Regions from separate parts of the Mus musculus genome. Here region 2 is linked to region 1. A link is a contact called in public HiChIP or PLAC-seq data. All regions are on one chromosome and are shown on one strand. Each heading gives the region's core, a stretch centred on a gene start, on an enhancer-like site or on the middle of the called end of the contact. The rest is flanking DNA. Distances are from core to core; before and after follow the strand shown.

Evidence for each region. HiChIP or PLAC-seq counts read pairs in DNA pulled down with a chosen protein or histone mark.
Region 2: an RNA polymerase II HiChIP or PLAC-seq map of embryonic stem cells shows a contact between it and region 1, with 24 read pairs. The contact joins the promoter of Rps2 here to the promoter of Npw in region 1. A contact is called at or near these places in 2 of 39 promoter capture datasets (erythroid cells and macrophages), 7 of 484 Hi-C or Micro-C datasets (CD8 T cells, Sertoli cells, bone marrow-derived macrophages and 4 more), 8 of 115 datasets of contacts at active chromatin or transcription factors (bone marrow-derived dendritic cells, effector CD8 T cells, embryonic stem cells and 3 more) and 3 of 9 other capture datasets (adipose tissue, liver and pancreatic islet).

Annotation. Positions count from the first base shown.
Region 1 is chr17:24,656,927-24,660,006 of GRCm38.p6, forward strand. It overlaps Npw (neuropeptide W), which reads right to left and starts at 1,626. Exons shown (of 2, transcript NM_001099664.2): 1 at 1,069-1,626; 2 at 403-578. The coding sequence starts at 1,499. The coding sequence ends at 479.
Region 2 is chr17:24,718,493-24,721,572 of GRCm38.p6, forward strand. It overlaps Rps2 (ribosomal protein S2), which reads left to right and starts at 1,571. Exons shown (of 6, transcript NM_008503.5): 1 at 1,571-1,640; 2 at 1,781-1,960; 3 at 2,042-2,239; 4 at 2,477-2,810. The coding sequence starts at 1,784. Snhg9 (small nucleolar RNA host gene 9) reads right to left here and starts at 1,473. Exons shown (of 2, transcript NR_027900.2): 1 at 1,368-1,473; 2 at 1,039-1,115. Snora78 (small nucleolar RNA, H/ACA box 7) reads right to left here and starts at 1,340; the gene lies at 1,184-1,340. It overlaps Snora64 (small nucleolar RNA, H/ACA box 64), which reads left to right and starts at 2,297; the gene lies at 2,297-2,413.

The sequences.
Region 1 (3,080 bases), core at 376-2,875:
GCAAAGCTCACACTGCAGAAAAGTCTCAGCAATCAGGACAGAGGACAGAGTGAGGGCCACCTGAACACTCCACTCCCTAGTTTCTCCCTCCTGGATGCTTCGATGGTCTGGCCAGACCCAGGGGTGTCTTGCTCTGATCCCGGTAGAAGTTTGGTGGGTGGGTCATCATATTCGGGACCCTGAACACACATGAACAGGGAAGGGAACATACGGAGGAAGCAAGCCAAGGCCCCGGAAGCATCTCAGCTTTGCTCTCCGCACTGTGTCTGTCCCTAAGGACAAACGGATGAGCTGGTCTGGTCAGGGAGGGCTTCCTGACATTTGCCAGGGCGTAGGCGCGCAGCTATGTGCGCTCTGAAGCTAGATGCTAAGTACACAATGAGAAAAAGGGTCACACGCGGGGGCGCAGGAATCAGGTTGGTTTTATTGACCAGACCACGAGGCCTGACTGGAGCTTCAAGCTGTGCTCCTGCCTAGGTCAAGCATGGGGGCGCCATCGGTTCTTGGGCCTGACAGGATCGGCAAAGATGACTTGCTGCAGGAACCATGGCTGGGCACGAAGCGTCTCTCCGAAGGCTCTAGAAAGAACAAAGCAGGACTCTAGAGACAGGGGCAAGGCTCTCCATTCTGTCCTCAGGTTGATATGGAAGGAACTCTGGGAAATTCTCCTAACGTGATGGGAAACAGAATGGGTAGGGGGGGCGTAGTGGCCCACACATGTAAAATCAGCAACCAGGAAGATAGGGAAGCATAATATCAAAAGGGGGGGGCTGGAAAACAGGGTATAACTCAGTAGGCAGAGTGCTTGCTTAGCATATGTGACGTCCTGGGTTCCATTTCTAGTACCACGTAAACCGAGTGTGGTGGTGCACACTTGTAATCCTATCACTTGGTATGTGGGAGAAGGATCAGGAGGAGTTCAGCCTGAGCTACAAGAAAAAGGGAAAAAACAAAAACAACAACAACAAAAACCCACCAGTACCCATAGGCTCGCGGTCTTGTGTGGTCTAAGACCCCTGGAAATTCCCTTGCCAGATGCCACGCCCACCTCCTCTCTTTCCTACTTACCTAGCAGCGGGCTCCTCTGAGATCCAGGAGTGAAGGCTTAGCGACTGCTCCGGTTGGCGGACTCCCTCCAGGTCCCGCGGACTCCAGGGTGCATGGACGGGAAGCCCTGCAGGTGAGCTCCTGCTTCGTACCTCCCACAGCTCCTGCCCTGAGGAAGGAAGCAGGAGAGCGCCGCGGGCGACCGGTCCTGGGAGCCGGGAGAGGGGTCCAGCAGCCCCGCCCAGGGCACGGCGCCACTGGTAGGGCGAGCGGCGCAGCCCCATGAGCAGCCCGGAGGCACGACCCACTGTGTGATAGCGGGGACTCGCCACGTGCTTATACCAGGCGCTGGCGGGCAGCGGTAGCAAGAGCAGAAGCAGCAGCAGGGGCAGCAGGGGCCGGTTCCTGGGAGTCCCGGGCCCAGGGCCCCGCACTTCTCTGTTAGACGCCAGCGCGCTCACGTCAATTGCCCCTTGGAGGGTTAGGACAAGAACTGGGTTTATGTCTCCGAGAACGAGAACGTCGGAGCTCCAGAGGATGGAGAAGACCAGTCAGTTGGTGCGACTACAGCCTTTCAGTGGCCCCGCCCCGGATCGCCCCCGCCGCACATGTCGCACTCACCCAAGGGAGAGGAGGATGGAGAGGGAGGTGAAGAGGGAACCCAGGCAGCTAGAAGCCTCTCAATGAGTAGTTCGCAAGCTGGACTGTGTTTGAAGCTCTAGTGGGGGATCTCCTTGCTTACTCTTTCCTCGCCCCCAGAAAGGGAACTGTCAAGGAGGGAGTTCCGGTACCACGGTCTCAGAATACAAGAATGGGCTGCCAGGGGCAAAAGGATGCCCCCTTGGTAGGAGTTGCTTCAACTGGAGCACTTAAGGAGAGGAGACAGCAGAGTTCTGGTGGGCTAGCATAGGGCAGTTTTGCGCGTGGGGCCACTCTTCCCTGAGGGCTGTACCTCTTCTTACCTAGTACAGCTCCTGAGATCCCACCCAAACCCAGTCTGCACTACAGGTAGCTTAATACTTGGAGACCTTGAGCTTGGGGCTGAGGCATGGGAACACGTTCCTATCATCCCAGCATGGATCTTGAGTTCAAAACAGCCTGATTATGTGACCCTAGCTCTAGGAAGAAGAAGGAAATCAAAGAGATGGGGGTGCGGGGAGCTAGGAAGGCAGGAAAGCAAGCAGGCAGGACAGTTTGGCCACATGAAGCCATCCCTGTGGTTTCTGGAGAGCTAGAATGTTAAGAGGTTCCTCCTGGAACCCTCAGCCCCAGGAGGCTTGACTGGGCCCTACCAAACTCCAGAGCCTCCTCTGTAACAATATCTTGGCACAAGACCTCCTCCCCAGCCAAAGTCAATCAGGGGAAGGGCTTAGCCCCACAGCAGGTGACTTGTTCACCTGTATATAAGAATATTCCAGTTGGGCATGGTGGCGCACTTTAATCCCAGCACTTGGGAGGCAGAGGCAGGTGGATTTCTGAGTTCGAGGCCAGCCTGGTCTAAAAAGTGAGTTCCAGGACAGCCAGGGCTATACAGAGAAACCCTGTCTCGAAAAACCAACCAAACAAACAAACAAAAAAAGAATATTCCTCCCTTATCTCTTTTCCTAGCAAATTTCTATAAACTTCAAGACTCCACTAAAATGGCTTTAGTCACCTCACTCCTCTAGCACTTACCCACTAAGACATCCCTCAAGCCTCTAGTTGAGAAGTTCTCATACAGCCCGGACTGGCCTTGAGCATGCTATGCAGCTAAGAATAACTTTGAACTTCTGACCCTCCTGTTTCTACCTCCAGGGCTAGGTTTATAGATACAGGCCACCATTTCCAATTTGAAACACCTTATTTTGATCTTCAAACCAAAGGAACCGCCTGTTCCTATGGGAGCCCTAGTCTTGGAGAGAGCAGCCTGGAGAGAGGAGTGGGCAGGAGGCTCAGCATGACATCGCCCACTGCCTGGCCACTTAGGTCCCCAGGAGCTGCTGCGCACTCCAAATCAGTGGGGAGATGGGCCAGCAGTTAGGAGAAGTGGCTGC
Region 2 (3,080 bases), core at 321-2,820, 62 kb after region 1:
ATTCATCTGTGGAAAAGCCCAGAGGTTTTTCAACTGTAAATTGAAAGCCTTTGGGTAGACAATGGAGTTGTGAATATAGTGAAGTGTTGTCTTTTCCCCTTGGGTGTAACAAGGTCTCCATATTGGTACAGAGGTCACACTGGCCACATAATCATAGTAAGGACATGAGGTAGGTCTAAGACAACAGTAGTGGAGCTGCTAACATTCCATCAAAGTCTTCCTTTTAGCCAGGCCGTGGTGGTGGTACATTCCTTTAATCTCAACAGAGGAGGCAGAGGCATCTCTTTGAATTTGAGGCCAGTCTGATCTAAAGTGAGTTCCAGGACAGCCAGAGCTACACAACGAAATACTGTTTCATACCCTTTCAGTGAAGGCCATCTTGGGAGCTACAACAGTATACATAAAGGCCACTCCAGGTCATGATCTGACCTGGACTGTTGTGGGGCCACACGCTCAGTAAACTGAGATTTTTATTGGTTTACTAAGGTGAACTTTAGTGGTCACCACTGGTACCCTACTTGAAAAAAAAATGCAAACACATTCCTGTAAATTTATTTTAGCGTAGGTGGTCATCTTTTAAAAAACGTCGGGCTGTGGCTCAGTGGGTAAGAGCACCGACTACCCTTCCAAAGGTACTGAGTTCAAATTCCAGTAACCACATGGTGGCTCACAACCACCCTTGAGATCTGATGCCCTCTTCTGGTGTGTTTGAAGACAGCTACAGTGAACTTAAAATAATAAATAAATCTTTGGGCCAGAGCAAGCAGAGGTCCTAAATTCAATTCCCAACAACCACATGAAGGCTCACAACCATCTGTACAACTACAGTGTGTACTCACATACATAAATCTTTTAAAAAAATGTCTCGTCGGGCGTGGTGGCGGACGCCTTTAATCCCAGCACTTGGGAGGCAGCGGCAGGCGGATTTTTGAGTTCGAGGCCAGCCTGGTCTACAGAGTGAGTTCCAGGACAGCCAGGGCTATACAGAGAAACCCTATCTCGAAAAACCAAAACCAAAAAACACCAACATACGATAAGTTAGGTTAAATCACTTTATTTGAGAAAAGAGGACAATTCTTGCGGGAGGCGGCGGCAACGTCCATATCCAGGGGAACCTGCGAAATAAATGAGGCGGTTAAGACTGTGGCCACAGGGCGGACCGCGGGGCAGCAGAGTCGCTCTGGAATGTAGGGGCCTGGGTTTCACCCTCCCACACCGGGGCAGCGGGCGGTGAGCTGAGGCCTCTGTGGCTCTGGGCGCCGAATCTCACCCCCGGCTACAAGCCAAAGCCGAGGGTGATTTTCAACGAACGCCCATTTACTGGATCAACTGCGTAAGCCTGGAGAAGCCCGTGAGGAGCGACTTACCCGAACACGCCAACGTCGCCACGGGTTCCTGGACACAAGCGGGACGGCCCAGCGCGGGCGCGAGTATTTATACGTCCTTCCGGCTGGTGTAGGGCGCGGCTTCGGCGAGGGAAAGTCCGCAGGCGCAGACAGATCACGGCGGGGGCGGGACAAGACGCAGCCAACCACAGCCTGCGGGTGCTGTGCGTAGGCAGTCGAGATCTCGCGCTTCTTGGAGCACTATAAATTGTCCCTTCCGCGGCGCCTCCCTCTTCTTCTTCTTCGGGAGAACACGTGAGTCTATGTTGCTGGGACCTGGCTTTGCGGCCTGGGCCGTGGGAATCCGTGGACATCCGGACAGACACAGTTTTGGCAGGACCGCACAGCCTAGCGTTCTGCTGATTTCCTTTTTTTCCTCTTCTTTTTGTCACTAGCAAATGGCGGATGACGCCGGTGCAGCGGGAGGGCCCGGAGGACCCGGGGGCCCAGGATTAGGTGGCCGCGGCGGCTTCCGCGGAGGATTCGGCAGCGGTCTTAGGGGCCGTGGTCGTGGCCGAGGCCGTGGCCGTGGTCGAGGCCGCGGGGCTCGTGGAGGTAAAGCTGAAGACAAGGAGGTAGGTCTGGGCCGCTGGCGGGGCGGGCTGCTCGCCCCTGCACCGAGAGGCAGCCCTTTGACTGGTGTCTTCTTCCTTCAGTGGATCCCCGTCACCAAGCTGGGCCGTCTGGTTAAGGACATGAAGATCAAGTCCTTGGAGGAGATCTACCTGTTCTCCCTGCCCATTAAGGAGTCTGAGATCATTGATTTCTTCCTGGGTGCGTCCCTAAAGGATGAGGTTCTGAAAATCATGCCAGTGCAGAAGCAGACTCGGGCTGGCCAGCGGACCAGGTTCAAGGTTGGTTAAGATTGCTTTTTTGGCCGTGAGGTTGAGCAAAACTCTCTCACTCTGCATGGTTACACAAGGTTTTACCCGTGTGACTTTCGTACGGAGAGAGAGAGAAAACGAGTTCCTTCAGGACTTTGGATTGGCCTCACAGTGGCCTCTCTTGCCTAGAGGAGCACCACAGGTCCTCTTTGGGATGTGCTGGTGCCATGACCTGTCTCCAGCCATTTCACCTAAGTCTTCTCATAGGCTTTCGTCGCTATTGGGGACTACAATGGTCACGTTGGTCTTGGTGTTAAGTGCTCCAAGGAGGTTGCCACTGCCATCCGAGGGGCCATCATCTTGGCCAAGCTTTCCATCGTCCCTGTGCGGAGAGGCTACTGGGGGAACAAGATTGGCAAGCCCCACACTGTTCCATGCAAGGTGACAGGCCGCTGTGGCTCTGTGCTGGTGCGTCTCATCCCTGCCCCCAGAGGCACTGGCATTGTCTCTGCTCCTGTGCCCAAGAAGCTCCTGATGATGGCCGGTATAGATGACTGCTACACTTCAGCCAGAGGCTGCACTGCCACCCTGGGCAACTTTGGTAGGTATCTCACAATTAACTGTGGCCTCTCTTAGCTCTGCTGGATCACACAGGTCCAGTGTGTGGTTGGTGTCTTTTTGTTTGTTTGAGACAGGGTTTCTCTGTATAGTCCTGGCTGACCTGGAACTCACTCTGTAGACCAGAGACTGGCCTCAAACCGAAATCTGCCTGCCTCTGTCTCCCAAGTGTGTGCGCCACTATGCCCGGCTTAGGTTGCATGGCAGACCTGCCCCAAGGTGGCTTCTCTGTTCCTAGGATTGCAACAGCACC